Linked DNA regions of Mus musculus: region 2 is linked to region 1. A link is a contact called in public promoter capture Hi-C data. All regions are on one chromosome and are shown on one strand. Each heading gives the region's core, a stretch centred on a gene start, on an enhancer-like site or on the middle of the called end of the contact. The rest is flanking DNA. Distances are from core to core; before and after follow the strand shown.

Region 1 (3,025 bases), core at 371-2,870:
TTGTCTATCTTACCTTCAGGTCACAGTACATGTCTGAGGGAGGCTGGGGCAGAAAGTCATGGCAGGCGCCTGGAGTTACACATTACCTTTGCCAACCATGGAGGCTGAGGCTAGCTAGCTAGCTGGTACAGTTCCTGGGTCACTCTCCACAAGCTTTCTTCTTACACAGTCCAGGACCCCTCTGCCTAGGTAATGTTGCTACCCAGAGTTGGCTGGGTCCTCCTCTGTCAATTAACAAAAGAATCCTTCACAGACAAATTTACAGACCAAACCCACCTGGGCAATCCCTTAAATTGAGGTTTCTCTCACATGATTCCAGGCTGTGCCAAGTTGACAATTAAGGCTAACAAGTATGATAGTCACCCGAGAGACCTCCGGGTAAGTAGAAAACACTGGAGCTCTTGATGTATGGGTTACAGATGGCCTACATGTTGATAGGGGTCAAGGTAGAAAGCAGAGCTCCTTCATTCTGTGGCTCCTTTTCTCAATGACAACAGATCTCCTTTAACAATCTTTTTCACTTTGTGAATAGCTTGAGATAAGACGATAATCTTAAAAAGGGTTGTATTTCCAAGGCATGTTAAGTGCTTAATAAATGATAAAAAATAAATGATGAGCCGGACATGGTGGTGCATGCCTTTGGGAGGCAGAGGCAGGCGGATTTCTGAGTTCGAGGCCAGCCTGGTCTACAGAGTGAGTTCCAGGCCAGCTAGGGCTACACAGAGAAACCCTGTCTCGAAAACCCAAAAATAAATAAATAAATAAATAAATAAATAATGAATGAATGAATGAATGAGATGAGGCGGGGGTCCCAGCGTACGCGGAGGAGGTACTATCTCAGAGCCTAGCCCAGAGCTCCAAGAATGCACGCAGGATCGGGAGCAGGTGGAGTTGGGGCCACAACACTTAAAGGCAGCCTCATTAAAGTGTGGCTCTGGCTCTTTAAGGGGCGGAGCGGGACAGGGAGGGAAAATTATACCGACATGCTAACGGACCTATCACCACTTCAAAGAGGAGGGGGCGCTTTATAAACACATTTCCACCCCTCTCATTGGAAACTGTCTTTGGGCGCCATTCAAAACCACCAATGGTTTGTCGACATTTCTGCCCATTGCCCCTCACTGATTGGCCACAGGCTATAGTCCCGCCCCCTGCTTGCCACGTCCCTTCGCAAACAAGATGGCGGCGCCCAGTGGAGTCGAGGCCGCGCTCGGGATTTGCCGAGGCTGACTTTCCGTCCCGCTCTCCCTTTGGGTGCCACTCGCCGCGAGCGGGAGGACAGGGGCCGGGCGGGGACAGGGGCACTTGCGTGGCTGGACCGCGAGCCCGCGCCCAGCCTGCGCCGCCCCCACCCGGCCCCGACCCGGCCCTTCCCGACTCCGTCCCATCCTTGCGGGTCTCCTCCCGGTCTGACCCGTGGCCCTGTCGTGTTTACCGCTCCAGGCTCCTAACGCTGAGGTGCTTCCTCCGGTCCAGGCTCGCTGTCACTTTAGAGATGTTTCACCTCTTCGCTCCCGAACATTCCGCCTTCCAAGCCGGGACGCCGTTCCCTTCTGTAAAAGTCTTCCCTGAAGCCCACTTCTGTAGCCCTTGCTTCTTCCTTGGTTAGACGTTCGCATCCCTTCCAAATTCACTCCGATCTCGCCACAATAGTGGCAACCTTGACACCGCCTTCCCTGAGGAGCCAGCCTTCCTTTTGTCCTGAACTTCGCAGCCCTATCATGGAGGCTGTCTACCTGGTGGTGAATGGGGTGGGCCTGGTGCTGGACTTGCTGACCTTGATGTTGGATCTCAACTTCCTGCTCGTGTCCTCCCTCCTGGCTACCCTGGCCTGGCTTTTGGCCTTCATCTACAATCTGCCACACACGGTACTTACCAGTCTTCTGCACTTGGGTCGAGGATTCCTGCTTTCTTTGCTGGCCTTAGTTGAAGCTGTGGTCCGATTTACCTTCGGGGGACTGCAGGCCTTGGGGACGCTCCTCTATAGCTGCTACTCTGGCTTGGAGAGCTTAAAGCTACTGGGGCACTTGGCCTCCCACGGAGCTCTGAGGAGCCGGGAATTCCTGAATCGGGGCATCCTGAACATGGTCTCCAATGGCCATGCTTTGCTGCGCCAGGCCTGTGACATATGTGCTATTGCCATGAGCCTGGTGGCCTATGTGATCAACAGTCTAGTCAACATCTGCCTCATCAGCACTCAGAACTTCTTCTCCCTGGTGCTGGCCCTGTGGGATGCTGTAACGGGGCCTCTTTGGAGGATGACAGACGTGGTGGCTGCTTTCCTCGCTCACATCTCCAGCAGTGCAGTGGCTATGGCCATTCTCCTGTGGACCCCCTGCCAGCTAGCACTGGAGCTGTTGGCCTCAGCCGCCCGCCTGCTGGCCAGCTGTGTGGTTTTCCATCTCACTGGATTGGTGTTGCTGGCTTGCGTGCTGGCAGTGATTTTGATTGTGTTGCACCCAGAACAAACCCTGAGGCTGGCCACTCAAGCTCTCAGTCAGCTTCATGCCCGCCCATCTTACCACCGGCTTTGGGAGGATATCGTACGGCTGACTCGCCTTCCACTAGGTCTGGAGGCTTGGCGCAGAGTCTGGAGCCGCAGCCTACAACTGGCCAGCTGGCCAAATCGGGGAGGAGCACCAGGAGCCCCCCAAGGTGGCCCCAGGAGGGTGTTCTCAGCCAGGATCCAGCCACAGGACACTCCTCCTGAAGCAGAAGAGGAGGTCATCAGAACTGCACCAGCTAGAGGCCGAGAGCAACTCAACGAGGACGAGCCTGCCGCTGGGCAGGACCCATGGAAGCTGTTGAAGGAGCAAGAAGAGCGGAAGAAGTGTGTTATCTGCCAGGACCAGAGCAAAACGGTGCTGCTTCTGCCCTGCCGGCACCTGTGCCTGTGCCAGGCTTGCACTGAGATCCTCATGCGCCACCCTGTTTACCATCGCAACTGCCCGCTCTGCCGCCGCAGCATCCTGCAAACCCTCAATGTCTACCTCTGAGGACTCCCTCCCTGCCTGCTCATCCTCTG
Region 2 (3,437 bases), core at 807-3,306, 490 kb before region 1:
AGCTCAGCTTGCCAGGTGTCTCTGGGCCTCATCAGTCACACATGGTCGTCACCCAGAGGTCTTGCTATTCATTTCGGTCTTCAGTTTCCCTAAGATTACTGTGCACCACTCGTTTTTACTTATTTATTAGTTTGAAAATGTGTGGCTGGGAGAACAGTGAAATCTGGAAACTAGGTGTTTAGGCATAAACTTAGGTCTATTCAGATCAAGAAAAAAAAATTGACACACTCCTCATGCCAGATGCTTTGGTCCCGCTGGGGACTTCCCAAGTCCGTTCTGGGGCAGTTGATGAAAGGTAATATTGTGACCTTGTTGAGCTGCTGTGATGGCAGGATCCCAGCGGTGGCTGAGCCTGTGACAGGATGCTGTTCCTGAGCACTCTTCTCTGAGTGGGCAGCAGAGAGCAGGAACAATCAAGAATCGTGCCCAGGCCTTGGAAGTAGAACTGTGATTTTTTTTTTTTTTTCTCGAGACAGGGTTTCTCTGTATAGCCCTGGCTGTCCTGGAACTCACTCTGTAGACCAGGCTGGCCTCGAACTCAGAAATCCGCCTGCCTCTGTCTCCCAAGTGCTGGGATGAAAGGCATGTGCCACCACCACCTGGCTAGAACTGTGATTTTAAAACCAAGGCCTGAAGCAGAGCATGGTAGCTTGCTTATTTATTTATTTATTTATTTATTTACTTACTTACTTATAAACAGTGTCTCACTATGTAGCTCTAGTTGTCCTGGAACTTGCTATGTAGATCAGGCTGGCCTGAAAGTCGCTAAGATTGCCTCTGCACCCCTGAGGCTGAGCGCCACTATGCCAGCTTCTCTGTCTCTCACCGCTTCCACCCCTTAGACTCTCCCTTTGTTGGATCTTCCCTTCAACTTGGATTCATGCTCAAAATCTTTTCCATTCTTTGGTTTGTCTGAGTCAGGGTCTTCTGTAGCCCAGGGGCCTCAAGATGACCCCGAACTTAGCCCCTCTTGATCCCACAGATTTTTCTCCATTCTAATCAACAAACTGAAGCAGTCTTCCCTCCCTCCTTCATTCCCTGGGAATGGCCTCCTGGTAACAGCTCTGCCAGGTGGAGGAAAGCCCTGCACTTCTTCCTCTATATTATCACTTTCTACCTCACCTCCCACCCCCTACCCCCACCCCCACCCCTCACCCCCCATTATTGCTGCCACTGTCCCAAGGCGGGGGATTTCCCCCCCCCCCCCCCCCCCCGTCTTGTTTGGACTATTCCAGTAACTTCCTAGTCTTCCTCTGCCTCTCCCTCTCTAGCCCATTGGGCGCGGAAAGGCACAGGAATTTTCCAGTCGGATCACCAGCCAGCTTGAGAGGACTTAAAATGATTCTCCATTACTGACAGAATAAAATGAAGTCCCCATCTCTCTTCAAAACAGTGAAGCTGGACCTACTTCTCTGAGTCACTGCTGAGACTATTTTCATGATTTAAGAAAATTATTTACCAGGTTTATTTCTTTTATGTGCCTCTGAGTGCTTTGCCTGCCTGTATGTCCGTACACCATTTACATGCCTGGCGGTAGAAGAGGACACCAGATTCTTTGGAGCGGGAATTACCTGCACCCGGGTCCTGAGCAAGAGCAGCCAGTGCTCTTAACTGTGGAGTCATCTCCTGCACACCCACACACACCCCTGGCTTTTCCTATTTTGAGATACAGTCTTGTTAAGTGACCCTGACAGTGGCGTCCGTTCTGGTGGTCTTCCTGCTTTAGTCTCCTAAGTGTTAGGATCACAGATGTGCACCACCCTGCTCTGCTGTCTGGCAGGAATGTGTACATAGGTAAAGGTACTTAAAGCTGTGCTCCTCCCCCTTGCTTGATATCCCATTTATTTGCCATGCCTTGCTTACTGCCTTTGCCCAGCCCTAAAGCAGGAGCCTCCCTAGCCGCTCTGCTACCTTAGGCAGGAACTAAAACCCAGGTGGGAATGATCCAGCAGCAGTGTTTAGTCAGAGCAGTGTTCTCTGGAAGAAGGGGAAGACTCATCTTGGAGCAAGAAGACCTCGCAAAGCCTGCCTGCTCATCCGTGAAATGAGGGCCGACCCCGTGCCTCTGGGGGCGGAGTGTGAGAAAAGCACCTTGGCATGCTCTGTCTGCACAGGGCCTGACTCATAGCACGCCGCGCCGCAAGCGCCGCTCGCTGCAGCAAACAATAGGCATTCTGACCGAGGGCCGCCTAGGTGGCCGCCAAGCTGTTTTGATGCTAAAGGTGAAGCTAGCTTTTGCAATGAAGTTCTCAAATTTCTAATTAAATCTTGTTTCTAGAACCAACAAGCTGTAATTATTTTCTTAATTCATTCAGCCATTCGTGCTTCTGCCATTTACGCAGCAGTCACTTTAAATAGATGAATGCAAGTGCCCCTGGAGAGTAGAGGCACGAGATTCCGTCCTGACAGAAGACTGAGCCCTCTGAGGGGGTGTTTTTACATATTTAACCTTTGCACCATCTCAAAGGTTATGCATTCTCTGCCAAGTATACAGTAAATGCTGGTACATATTACTAAATGGTGCTAGCTATCAAGATACCTCCGCAGTGAAGACACTTTGTCCCTGAGTCTGGTGACCCGATGACCTGAGTTTGATCTCAGGATCCACATGGTTAAAAGACAGAACTGACTCTTGAAAATTGGCCTCTGATCCCCACGAGCGTCGAGCGTCCCAGGGCTCCCAAACGTACACAAATAAGTACACGTAGGAAGAAGTCGAGTGCTATTCAATGAATAATCTCACTAAGTGTCTCAGGGGAAATGAAGACTTGGGAGCTATGTATGCCTTCGCGTGGGTATTAACTGTATCAGGTCATCGAGCTAGATGTCCAAGGTGTAAATGGAACCACGTCAGTGGCTCCTAATGGAAGGGTCCGCGATTTGCTGAAGAATGATGCCCCGGACTCAAGTAGTTTGTAGACACCGCAAAGAGTGTTTTATTCTGCAGAAGTCCAGCATGTTGGGGTCTACCATCTACAAAGATGGAGAGACCCAGAAGTGAGCTCTCAAGCCCGATTTAAATAAAGCACATTAAGGGAATTCTGGTGATGGGGTGGGGGTGGAGGTAGGTGACCTCTATCTTAATCTTGGCTCTATCTCTAGGGACATTCCAGAACAACCATTGCTGGGGCCTAGGGATGGGGAGGGGGTGTAAACTTTGCTGGGGAAGTCTGGAAACAGCTGCTGACCCATTGTCCTTGCCTCAAGCCAGGTGGCAGGGCAGCTTCTGAGGCCTGGACTTGTCCAGTTCTTGGAAACAGGGACTTAGGCCTAGTCTCCTGAACTGCCGATTTGAAGGCTGACATGGAGTCAGTCTAGCCTTCTCAGTAACACAGCCAAGAAAACACACCATTCCTCTAAGCCTTGACATTTGTGACCTCCAAGCAGGTGGGTATCTCAGCCCAAAGGGAAAACATCAAGGTGTTGGAATGCTGTTT

What was found. Promoter capture Hi-C pulls out the DNA fragments that hold promoters and counts their contacts.
Region 2: a contact with region 1 is called in a promoter capture Hi-C map of stem cell-derived epiblast-like cells, with 2.6 times the contacts expected there. The contact joins the enhancer-like site here to the promoter of Rnf26 in region 1. A contact is called at or near these places in 5 of 39 promoter capture datasets (the HPC-7 cell line, hematopoietic stem and progenitor cells, neutrophils and 2 more) and 3 of 115 datasets of contacts at active chromatin or transcription factors (cardiomyocytes, embryonic stem cells and microglia).

Annotation. Positions count from the first base shown.
Region 1 is chr9:44,111,646-44,114,670 of GRCm38.p6, reverse strand. It overlaps Rnf26 (ring finger protein 26), which reads left to right and starts at 1,620. Exons shown (of 1, transcript NM_153762.3): 1 at 1,620-3,025. The coding sequence starts at 1,722. The coding sequence ends at 2,996.
Region 2 is chr9:44,597,705-44,601,141 of GRCm38.p6, reverse strand. No RefSeq gene overlaps it. Among named protein-coding and RNA genes, the nearest start is that of Ddx6, 5.5 kb to the left of the region's middle. Within about 2 kb of position 2,056, at least 117 of the 459 cell types and tissues checked have an H3K27ac peak or open chromatin away from gene starts, as enhancers often do. A contact at or near this core is called in embryonic stem cells and stem cell-derived epiblast-like cells, where this site is marked.